Regions from separate parts of the Anas platyrhynchos genome. Here region 2 is linked to region 1. A link is a contact called in public Hi-C data. All regions are on one chromosome and are shown on one strand. The core of a region is the stretch at or near the end of the contact, and the rest is flanking DNA. Distances in the headings are between cores, read along the strand shown.

Evidence for each region. Hi-C and Micro-C count contacts between places; a contact is called where the count stands out from the background.
Region 2: a contact with region 1 is called in a Hi-C map of F1 follicle, with 2.8 times the contacts expected there. The contact joins the enhancer-like site here to the promoter of COPS4 in region 1. A contact is called at or near these places in 2 of 8 Hi-C or Micro-C datasets (F1 follicle and liver).

Annotation. Positions count from the first base shown.
Region 1 is chr4:47,939,162-47,943,769 of IASCAAS_PekinDuck_T2T, reverse strand. COPS4 (COP9 signalosome subunit 4) reads right to left here and starts at 2,378. Exons shown (of 10, transcript XM_038178265.2): 1 at 2,212-2,378; 2 at 825-904; 3 at 1-51. The coding sequence starts at 2,285. LIN54 (lin-54 DREAM MuvB core complex component) reads left to right here and starts at 2,442. Exons shown (of 14, transcript XM_038178262.2): 1 at 2,442-2,596.
Region 2 is chr4:48,068,461-48,073,068 of IASCAAS_PekinDuck_T2T, reverse strand. All of the region lies in intron 3 of ARHGAP24 (Rho GTPase activating protein 24), which reads right to left. Among named protein-coding and RNA genes, the nearest start is that of ARHGAP24, 110 kb to the right of the region's middle. Within about 2 kb of position 1,973, at least 3 of the 8 cell types and tissues checked have an H3K27ac peak or open chromatin away from gene starts, as enhancers often do. A contact at or near this core is called in F1 follicle, where this site is marked.

The sequences.
Region 1 (4,608 bases), core at 1,129-3,628:
AATCTGTCAGCAGCTGACGTGAAATTACTAGACTGACATTTTCATTCACCACTGGTTCAGAGACACGTGGAAGAAAAACATAAGATAGATGCAATGCTTCTTAGTGCCATCACTGTAAGCAATCCCTAGCCTTTCAATCATTTACTTTTTTTTTTAAAGTAATTCAAAATTTTACATCTGTGTATCAGTGTAGCAGCGTTGTTTGTTCTAAAGATGAATTTTATTCCTTCAGCAACACTAGAGGTCAGAGTTCTAACACCTAACAGATAACAAATAACCTGTTCCTCTCTGATTTATAATTTTTATAAACATTTCATTCAGAATCATTGTTCTCAATAGGACATTAAAAATATCTTGGACAAAATAAATCCTTCGGCTAAATTTCACTATGTTTATTCACAATTTAAAAAAAAAAAATAACAGGTATAATTTAGAGGTAATCAATAGGCTAAGTGTCCAATACAACACAAAAACACCGAGCCATTTCTTCTGATTGCTTTCCAAGCTAATCTGAGACTGAAGAAGGAGTTCGTTAGTTAAAACACTGCTAAACATCCAGTATCCATTTTAGCATTCAGAGCTCACTTCGATTTTACCTTCAGACACTACCACACAGACAGGTTGGAAAGTTACATTAACTTAGAAATCTTACACCTTTCCTCAACTTTTGAGCATGGTGCTGATAGCTCCTTTCCTAATCATTTTTAATCCAATAGAACCAAAAAATAATGTCTTCATGTAACCTCTTGGAGACGTAATAAACATGATCCCATGTATGCCTGGCTTTCACTCAGTTTGCAATTAATTATACCAAAAGCACTTACTTGCTTCCACAAAAGCTTTCAAAGCTTCAAGTTGTTCTACACCCACCAGCTGAATTGCTTTTTCCAATATTTGACGATATCTGTCCAGAGAAGGAAAAATAAGAAACATCTGAGATTACATTTTCACTCACTGTTTCCGCTGTTCTGCTTATTTTCTACCTGAGCCTTCCTCCTGCTTTTATTCTCTCTGTCTGTGAGGTAGATATTTTCCAAAGCACTGACGTTCACGTGCCAGGCACATTCACCTGAAATTGGTATCTAACTCTTACCAAAACCCAGGCCAAAAGGGTCAATAATGTAGCCAATCATCTTCTTATATCTTATTATTTGTGCAATTAAGGTGTTGGGGTTTTTTGTTTTTGTTTTTTTTTTTTTAGTTTATTTATATATCCCTACATCAGTGCAGTTTTCTTTTGCCAAAAAGAGGTGACACAGAATAAGTAAAGAAAATCGTAACCCTTGTGGAGTAACACTACTTAAAAAAGACAAAGGTTTAAACTGCCACATTCAGTGACAATAGGAAACTGGGGTGGAATTTGGTAGTTAGCAGCAGGTTCTGGTCCCCCGAGACAAACACACACAGAAAACATGCATTTTTAAGTGTTAATTTCAAAGGGGAGGGTGGGGGGTGGGAAACATTTTTAATGTTATTTATTTTTTTCAATTTTCATGGTTCAAAAGGCCAGTGCAACTCCAGGCTTTAACCTGAGGACGACTACTACTCAAGAGAGGCAAAACATATCCGAAATGTAAAAATGTCTGAAGTGTGTTCATCAAGAGAGAACGTAGATATCAGCAGGTATTTCGAAGAAAACATTTTAATTTTAACGTGCAGCTCCCAAAGGGAGAGAAATCCTCCAGGAAAGAAAGAGGTAGTCGGGGAGTGAAGAAATTTTACTGTAACCGAGCAGCTTCACAGCCTACCCTCAGGGAAGAGAAAAAAAAAAAATCCGCGTGAGAAATCACACGGCGAGCAGCGAGGTGCAGCACCCAAAACGCGCGTGCAAATTAAAGGAGAAAATGGAAAAATAAGAAATAATAATATAAAAGAGAACTAGAATAAATGAATAAAGTAAAAAAAAATAATAATGAAGTAGAATAAAACGAAGGCTTACCGGCGTCCCGAAGGACCCGGCCCTGGCCTCACCGCGCGGCCCCAACGGTCCCCCCACAGCATGGCCGCACGGAGCCTCGCTCAAAACCGAAAAACACGCAGAAAACGGCCAAACCCTGAGGCAAAAAACCCTTTTTTCCCCTTCTTTTTCCTCACAAACCACAGCCGCAGGGCCCCGGCCACCTCCATACCCCACTCCCGGAGCCCCCCCCTGCACCAAACCAGCCTCCCCCTCAGCACCCCGTACCGCAGGGGGCAGCCCCCGGCACTCACTTTCCCGCCAGGTCCTTGTGGGAGCCGCTGGAGTTCATCAGCTGCGCCAGCTCCTGCCGCGCCGCCGCCGCCATCTTGTGGCCCCGCCGCCCTCCTCCTCCTCCTCCTCCTCCTCCTCCTCCCTCCCCGCGCCCATGGAGCCCCGCGGCCGGGGGCGGGAGCGGCGGCGGCGCCGGTTGCCAGGGCGGCGCGGCGGAGTATTATGGGATGCGGCGGGGGAACGGCGCGGGGCGCGTGATTTTGAACAAACGCGGCCGCGGCGGGCGGGCGGGCGCCGCCGGGCGCCGCGGCGGGGGGGGGGGGGAGCGGGGCGGCGGAGCCTGAACGGAGCGAAACGACGAGGACGACGAGGAGGAGGACGACGAGGAAGGGCAGCGGCCGCCCGGTGAGCGCGGGGGGCGGGAAGGCAGAGCCGTGCGGCGGCGGCGGGGCGCTGACAGCCGGCGGCAGGGCGCAGGCTCGGCCCCGCGGGGCGCTCCGTGAGGGGCGGCGGGGAGCGGGAGGCTCCCCCCGGGGCCGGGGCCGGGCTTGGGCTTGGGGTTGGGGTTGGGGCAGGTGCGGCGGGGCCGGGCGGAAAATGGCGGAGCTTTCGAAACGGGGCCGGCGGCTCCCGGCCACCCCCGCGCCGCTGAGGTGAGGCGCCGGGCCGGGGGTGGGGGGCGGCCGTTGGGGGCCGTTGGGAGCCGTTAGGAGCCGTTAGGGGCTCGCGGCTCCTCAGGCGGCCCCGGGAGGCGGCAGGGCCCCGGCCCGGCCGGCGGGGAGGAGCCGGCGCCCGCCCGGTGCCTCCCGGGGCCCGGCCTTTGTCTGAGGGGGGCTCTGTGGGGCCAGGAGCCGCACGGCAGCGGGCAGGGGGGGCAAAACCCAGCGGGCAGGGGGCGACCCCAGGCGGCCGCTGGCTCCGGTGGCTCCCCCGTGGCCGGGGTCTTGCGAGGAGGGACCCAACAGCCCGGCCTGCCCCCAAACGCCCGCTCCGTGCCCGCCCTGAGGGCGAAGCGCCCCTCAGGCTGCCGGGGACAGCGCCGGAGAGGGCAGCCCCGGCGGCTCGGTGGCTGGAAGCCGCCCTTGGTGCTTCCCGGAGCGCTGTGGGGTTCAGAAGTTGGTTATGCAAGGCGAAGTGTCGAGGTGACGTCTCGGGAGCTGTGTCTGGCGTTGTTTGTTTTGCTCGCACTCGTGTGCGCGTCCCAGCCCTGACAGCCCGCTACTGAGCGCTCAGCCGTTCAGCTCAGCTTCTCAGGAGAAGGGTTGAGGATCTGCACACCACAGGTCAGCTGGAAGTGTGACGATGGAGAGTGGTGGAGGATCCCAGCCTCAGCGATGTTGACACCTCACATGTGGAGCTATCGCTGCCTTTTAGGCTTTGGAAAGCTCTCGGTCTGAGCTCCTTGGTTTCATTTCCTTTATGCTTGTTTCAAAAATATTTTATGGGAGACGTAGCAAGGCTCGCTACAGAAGGTTGTTGAGCTCTGCTTCTGCAACAAACTGTGTTTTTTTATGTCACTCGCTTCTGTTTGTGCTCTGTTCCCTTCCTATACTATAGAAGTGGCCCTTTCCTACTTAGGATGTGCTTAAAAATGCTTTCTGATGTCCTAAGGAATCTGTATGTGGCAGTGCTGGAATTCATTACAAATGCCCAAGAGAGAATCTCCTGTTTTTTTTCTTCTTAGCTGCAGGACCTCCCAGAGAGAAGCAGAAAAAGATCTCTAAAAGGTCTGCTCCTAGGGCTTGCGTTTTAGCAGGCCTTACTCTTTAGTAGCTTGGATTACTCTGCCACTTAGAAAACCTGCAAAGCAGCATGGGGTTCCCAGGGCAGCCTACAACCGGGCTGGCTAGCTTTATAATGGTAGAAAACAGAAACATTTGTCTTACACGGGAAAAAAAGAAGACATCCAGAATGACCCCTCGACTGTCAGTGAGACGCATAGCTATGCAGCACGACAGGTTCACGTTTCAGACGTTCCAGACCCAGGTACAGACTGGCGGCTCCTCAGCTCCTCCATGTGTGTCACTGCCCTTTGCAGGCTGTACTTCTGCTCTCAGAGGCGTTCCCGCCCTGGTCACAGCTCCATCCCTACTTCTGGGCCGTGTTCTGATCCATACTAGAAGTTCCAGGTACAGACACAGCCCCCTGGTCTGTTCATCCCCTGCTTGTTTCCTTGAGATAACTGCAGTTTACTATGGACACATGAAGCCTTTCTGAAGAAGGTTTTACAAGCCTCTTTAGATGAATCTGATATTCTTGAGATAAGTTGTCATCTGGTTTTCCTGGGTTCTCTTGTTTCAATATTAGTTTTACCAAAAAAAATCCCAGTGGTCTCATGACTGCCTATATAATTCAATCTGCTCTTCTCACCCCCATCTCACTTTTATTTCTCTTAAATGAAATGAGACCAAATCTGC
Region 2 (4,608 bases), core at 724-3,223, 130 kb before region 1:
TCTGTAAAGGTCAACATCTTCCAGAGGTAACTCAACCTCACGTGTTTTCTTCTAAAAACTTTATAACAAGCTATGGGCAAGCTTAGAGAGCACGTTACTGTGGGCTTCTTATTCTTTTCATGCAGTGCAGTAACGCAGTGAAATCTGCAAAGAACAAAAGGCCAACTTTGAATGTTATTGTTTGATTTTACACTTGAGAACATACTCCCAGAGCCGTGGTGGATCTTATTACATATAGGGCATTTGGACGAAATCTGGAACAGACTTCCTGACCACATGCACTTATTCAAGTCCTTGTGATGACTCCCCCAAGCACATTCACACAGGGGAGAGGGGGGGGTGTAAACATGGCTACAGCTAAATTCCAGTTGGAGACTTAGGAATTTTCAACCTAAAATCCCCTTTCCAATGTCAAGGCATTGCAGTGTTTTCCACAACATCCTGTCATCATCCGGCTGCAATCTTGTTTACAGCTGCTGGGAATTTTGCCACCAGTCTCAGGAGTCAGAGGTACCGCTGCAAAATTCTTATTAACTGGGGTGGTTTGCCAGGCAGAGGTCATAAATGTTTCAGGAGGAAAGGAGGAGGCCCAAGACAACTGGTATTCCCCCTCCTCAACCCTCTTTGCTTCTTTTTGACTAGCCATTAGCAACAGGCACTTCTTGATGCCTTCCTGACATCACACAGGTGAAACACCAGCTAGCCAAGTATCTCTAACATCGTACCCTAACCACTGAATATTCAAACCTTTCCTTCTGGAACAGGCGAAGAATAAAGAACAGAAGTGCTTCTGAAATGTATGGAAGCCATTTGGGGCCAGATTTCCAAGTACTCCCAGTTACAGAGATGAAGGTCAACCACCACGGCAAGCGCTTGGCATTCAGCAACCTGGAATAACTGCATGTGGGCGCTTCTCTGCTGCCAGAGCAGTGAATCATCCCTCGTCAGCAGAAGCTCCTTTTGCAATGTGTTAATACAAGGTGGAACACTTCATTCTCTCTTTTTTTTTTTTTTCCCCCGAAGCAAGGTATTCAAGGGAGTCTTTTCTGACACAGCTGCACGAGTCAAAGCACGTGAGTAAGAGCCCCGTACTCAAGACAGAAATGCTGCGACCATGGGGTGCAGCACGGCTCTTGTGCTTGTGCCTGTTGCAAAACTCCAAGTCCAGCTTTTTCCTAGCACTAAAAGAAAGATGAGGGCAACGAGTCAGAAGCCACGCTTCGGGGGCTGGAACAGCTACCCCAGAGCTTTTCATCACGCAGAGCAGTGGCAGCAATTCGTACACCACCTCCAGAATACAGCGGTGTTCAAGCAGCCCCAGAAAACAGGAGGCGTGCCTGTCACTAGCACAGCACCACTACACCTGGTTTTGTAGTTACACATTAACACAGGCAGCATCCTAGGGCCCAACAGGCTACAAAGGAAGTAACTGGAAAGCATTTCATATAAACTGCATGAGGAGAGAGCAAGCAGCTCCTTAGGATAGATATGCACTGCGGCTACTAACACCAGAAAATACAGGTGAGGAAGCTAAGCACACCTTGTGGCATGAGGCCACATTCCTTCTGCGTGTCAGGCCCTGAGTTAAGCTGACTCGCCTGCCCTGTGTGGGAACAAAAACAGAGCAGGAAAGGGTTTGTTTGAAGTCATCTCGAGATCTAATCACTGTTCTGCAGCCCATTCAAAGTTGCTGCTGTGGGAAATGCATACCAAACCTACCTCTTCTTCACAGCGTCACCCTAGTGCATGGTCCAGACACACCGACACCCTGCCCATTCTCCCAGGATCGCTTTATCCCAGACGAGTACTACACCATGATCGCTACCATCCATAAGCACTCTCCAGGGGCCACCAAGTTGGGCAGCAGGCACGTTGGGCAGGCAGCTTTCCAGCCTCCTCTGCACCAGGCTGCCCTAAAAGCCACTCCACTGCCTCCTGTGGCCAGCACAACGGGGGGCTGCAGAGGGCAGCACTGCCGTGCTCTTGGCTTGCATCACCCGGCACGGGATGTCACATAGGAAACGGAATATTCACTGCATTAACCTCGCGGTCACACCCACTGTGAAATTCCCTCAGTTTCAAGGCCTCCCTGAAAGCCAGCACACAGCAGCTGCACCAGCTCTGGGGGACCCCAGCCGGTGCAAAGGGCGCACCATGCAGGAGAGGGAACGTGTCTGAGATGGAAAGGGGATGGTGATTCCTTTCAGAAAAAGCCACTGAGTACAGGAACAGCCACGGGCCTGGCTCCAGTACGGCTCCAGTGCCACAGGATGCAGACTCACCAGGGAAGCAGAGCTGCAGCAACAAGCGGTGCTCTCAGCTCGGTGCCTGGCACCGCGTCAGGGCAGAGCTCAGCCTGCACACCAGCTCTGTTCGTCTGAGACGTCTTTATCTGCTGCTCGGTCACCCACCTCAGCACACGGAATAAACGGATTTGGAGAGGTTGATCTCTTTATGCTTTTGGATTCATTTTAAGCACAGACAAAGGCCGTTAGATAAGCCTGTTTGGCAATGCCTGTTAGGAGGGAGTTCTCTGTCACTCCGCAGAAGAAAATATTGCTGGGGAGCGTCATGAGAGGTCAGGCACCACTGTTTCTGATGCACAAAAATCCAGCCTGGGATTCAACCTCGTTTTGTTGAAGAGCTGCCCAAGATCAGGCACTTCAGTACGTAAGTGACAGCAGCCACTCAACTTACTGTGACAGGCCACACGGTGCAGATCTCACCACCTCACACAAAGCAACTCCCACCTTACTAGTAAAGGGAACGTGTATTGTGCTGAACAACAGAGCTGTGCAAAACCCTGATACTTTCCTTAGCAGCAAGCTGTGCCCCTGAAGGTGGAAAGGGCAAGATGAAGAGCTAAGTGTAGCAGTTAATCTTTACCTTTCCTCTTCAGAAACAGACACAGGTTAAGCACAAGAGACCACCAAGGATGAACTCTGCCTACACCGAGGCTGAAACTGTCCACAACCTTGTGGTAAAGACTTTAGTCAGGTGCTGAACCATATGAGCCACCTGCTTTAAAAAATAAAAATACAAAGGAGAAGGACAGTAGCCAATTACAGTGCTGGTTTTAAGTTAAAATCCACATACCTCAATAATGCTGCACATGTCTCAGTTCTGCCTACAGCCCAAGAAATGTAACACACCTCAAACAACACGTTACACACGGCTGCCCCACTCTCAGACTCCACAGCCCCGCCGCCTTACCCAGGGCTGACACGGTCTGAGGGGGTGTCACATACCACCCAGCTCTTCTCATTACTGACGTGCATCTCCACGGGACACATTCCACATTTCCACACTGCAATTTAATCTGTTGAGTTATGGTGTCATCAGTCAGACATTATTTAATTACTATGGAATAAAAGCCTTATTAAAACTCTCCCCAGCCTTTGTCAGAGCAAGGTAACTTATGAACACAACTGGATCTTCAGGGCATTTGCAAGGGAGTACTCCCCATCTATTTATTTTAAATAACGTGTTGATATGTAATTGATGCTGTCAAAACAGAAAAGGAATTAAAAGAGCTGATGCATCAAAAAAAAAAAAAAAAAAAAAAGCTGCAGATCTAACAGTACTTAATGGTACTCTGAGGACATTAAACCTACGTTATCCCAGCGGTGGTGTTGACACGCTCTGCCAAACCTATTTGAAGCGTGGTTTTATCATGGAGGTACGTAGGAGTCCCATGAGATCAAAAGCACTGTCAAGTGGATAATGAATTTCACATTTTTCTTCTCCCACCATCTGCATGCATGGACAAAGCTGTACCCAAAACACAATAAATCAGCATACACACACTACGGCACCTTCTGTACAAGATCCCACTTCTCAGCCAAACAGCATGGCTTGAACAGGACTGGCATGTAAAAAACCTTTGGGGATTCTTTACATCGGTTTTCTTGCACTGATGTCTAACTCGTCTTTGACAAGGATTTTAAAGGAGAACCCCAAACCTGCATTCAGAGCAAACAGAGGAATTACAGCATTTTCCATAAGCGCTGGTTCAGTATCTCTGACCACCCGTGCTGCTTTCCTCTCACTCAGAATTGCTGCTGAGTGCTACCACCATGCCTGGGGCACGGCTTCCTGTACTCCCACTTCATTTTTAATTAAAGTAGAATTATAAAAGGCACACTCGGATGCCTGCTTTTGTTCATGAGGTAGCACAAACATAAAAAAGAGATGTTTGCCGCTCAGCCGTCATAGGGAACACACTGCATTGGTCGGTAATCCCTTTCTCATATCACAGTGCAGATGGACATCTGGGTTCTTTATTATTCAAGCTGTACTCACTCTGTATAATACTTCACAGTTACAAAACACAAGAAAATTATGCATATGTTTGTCCTGGTTTCAGTTAGGACAGAGTTTCCAGAGTTTCCTTTCCAGGAAAGCAAAAGTAAACCTACCTGAAGTGTGCCAAAATATCTACCTATTTCCCCTCCCCTTCCCTGCTGTGGCAAGCCCAACAGTGGAAGAGGGGGAGACAGGGAGGAGAGCCTCACGTTAACCAACGCTTGCAGCTAACCAACACCTGCGGTGCATCTGGCAGAACGTATCACTCAGAGAAATGGATGTCCAACAAAGAGAGTAGGAAAA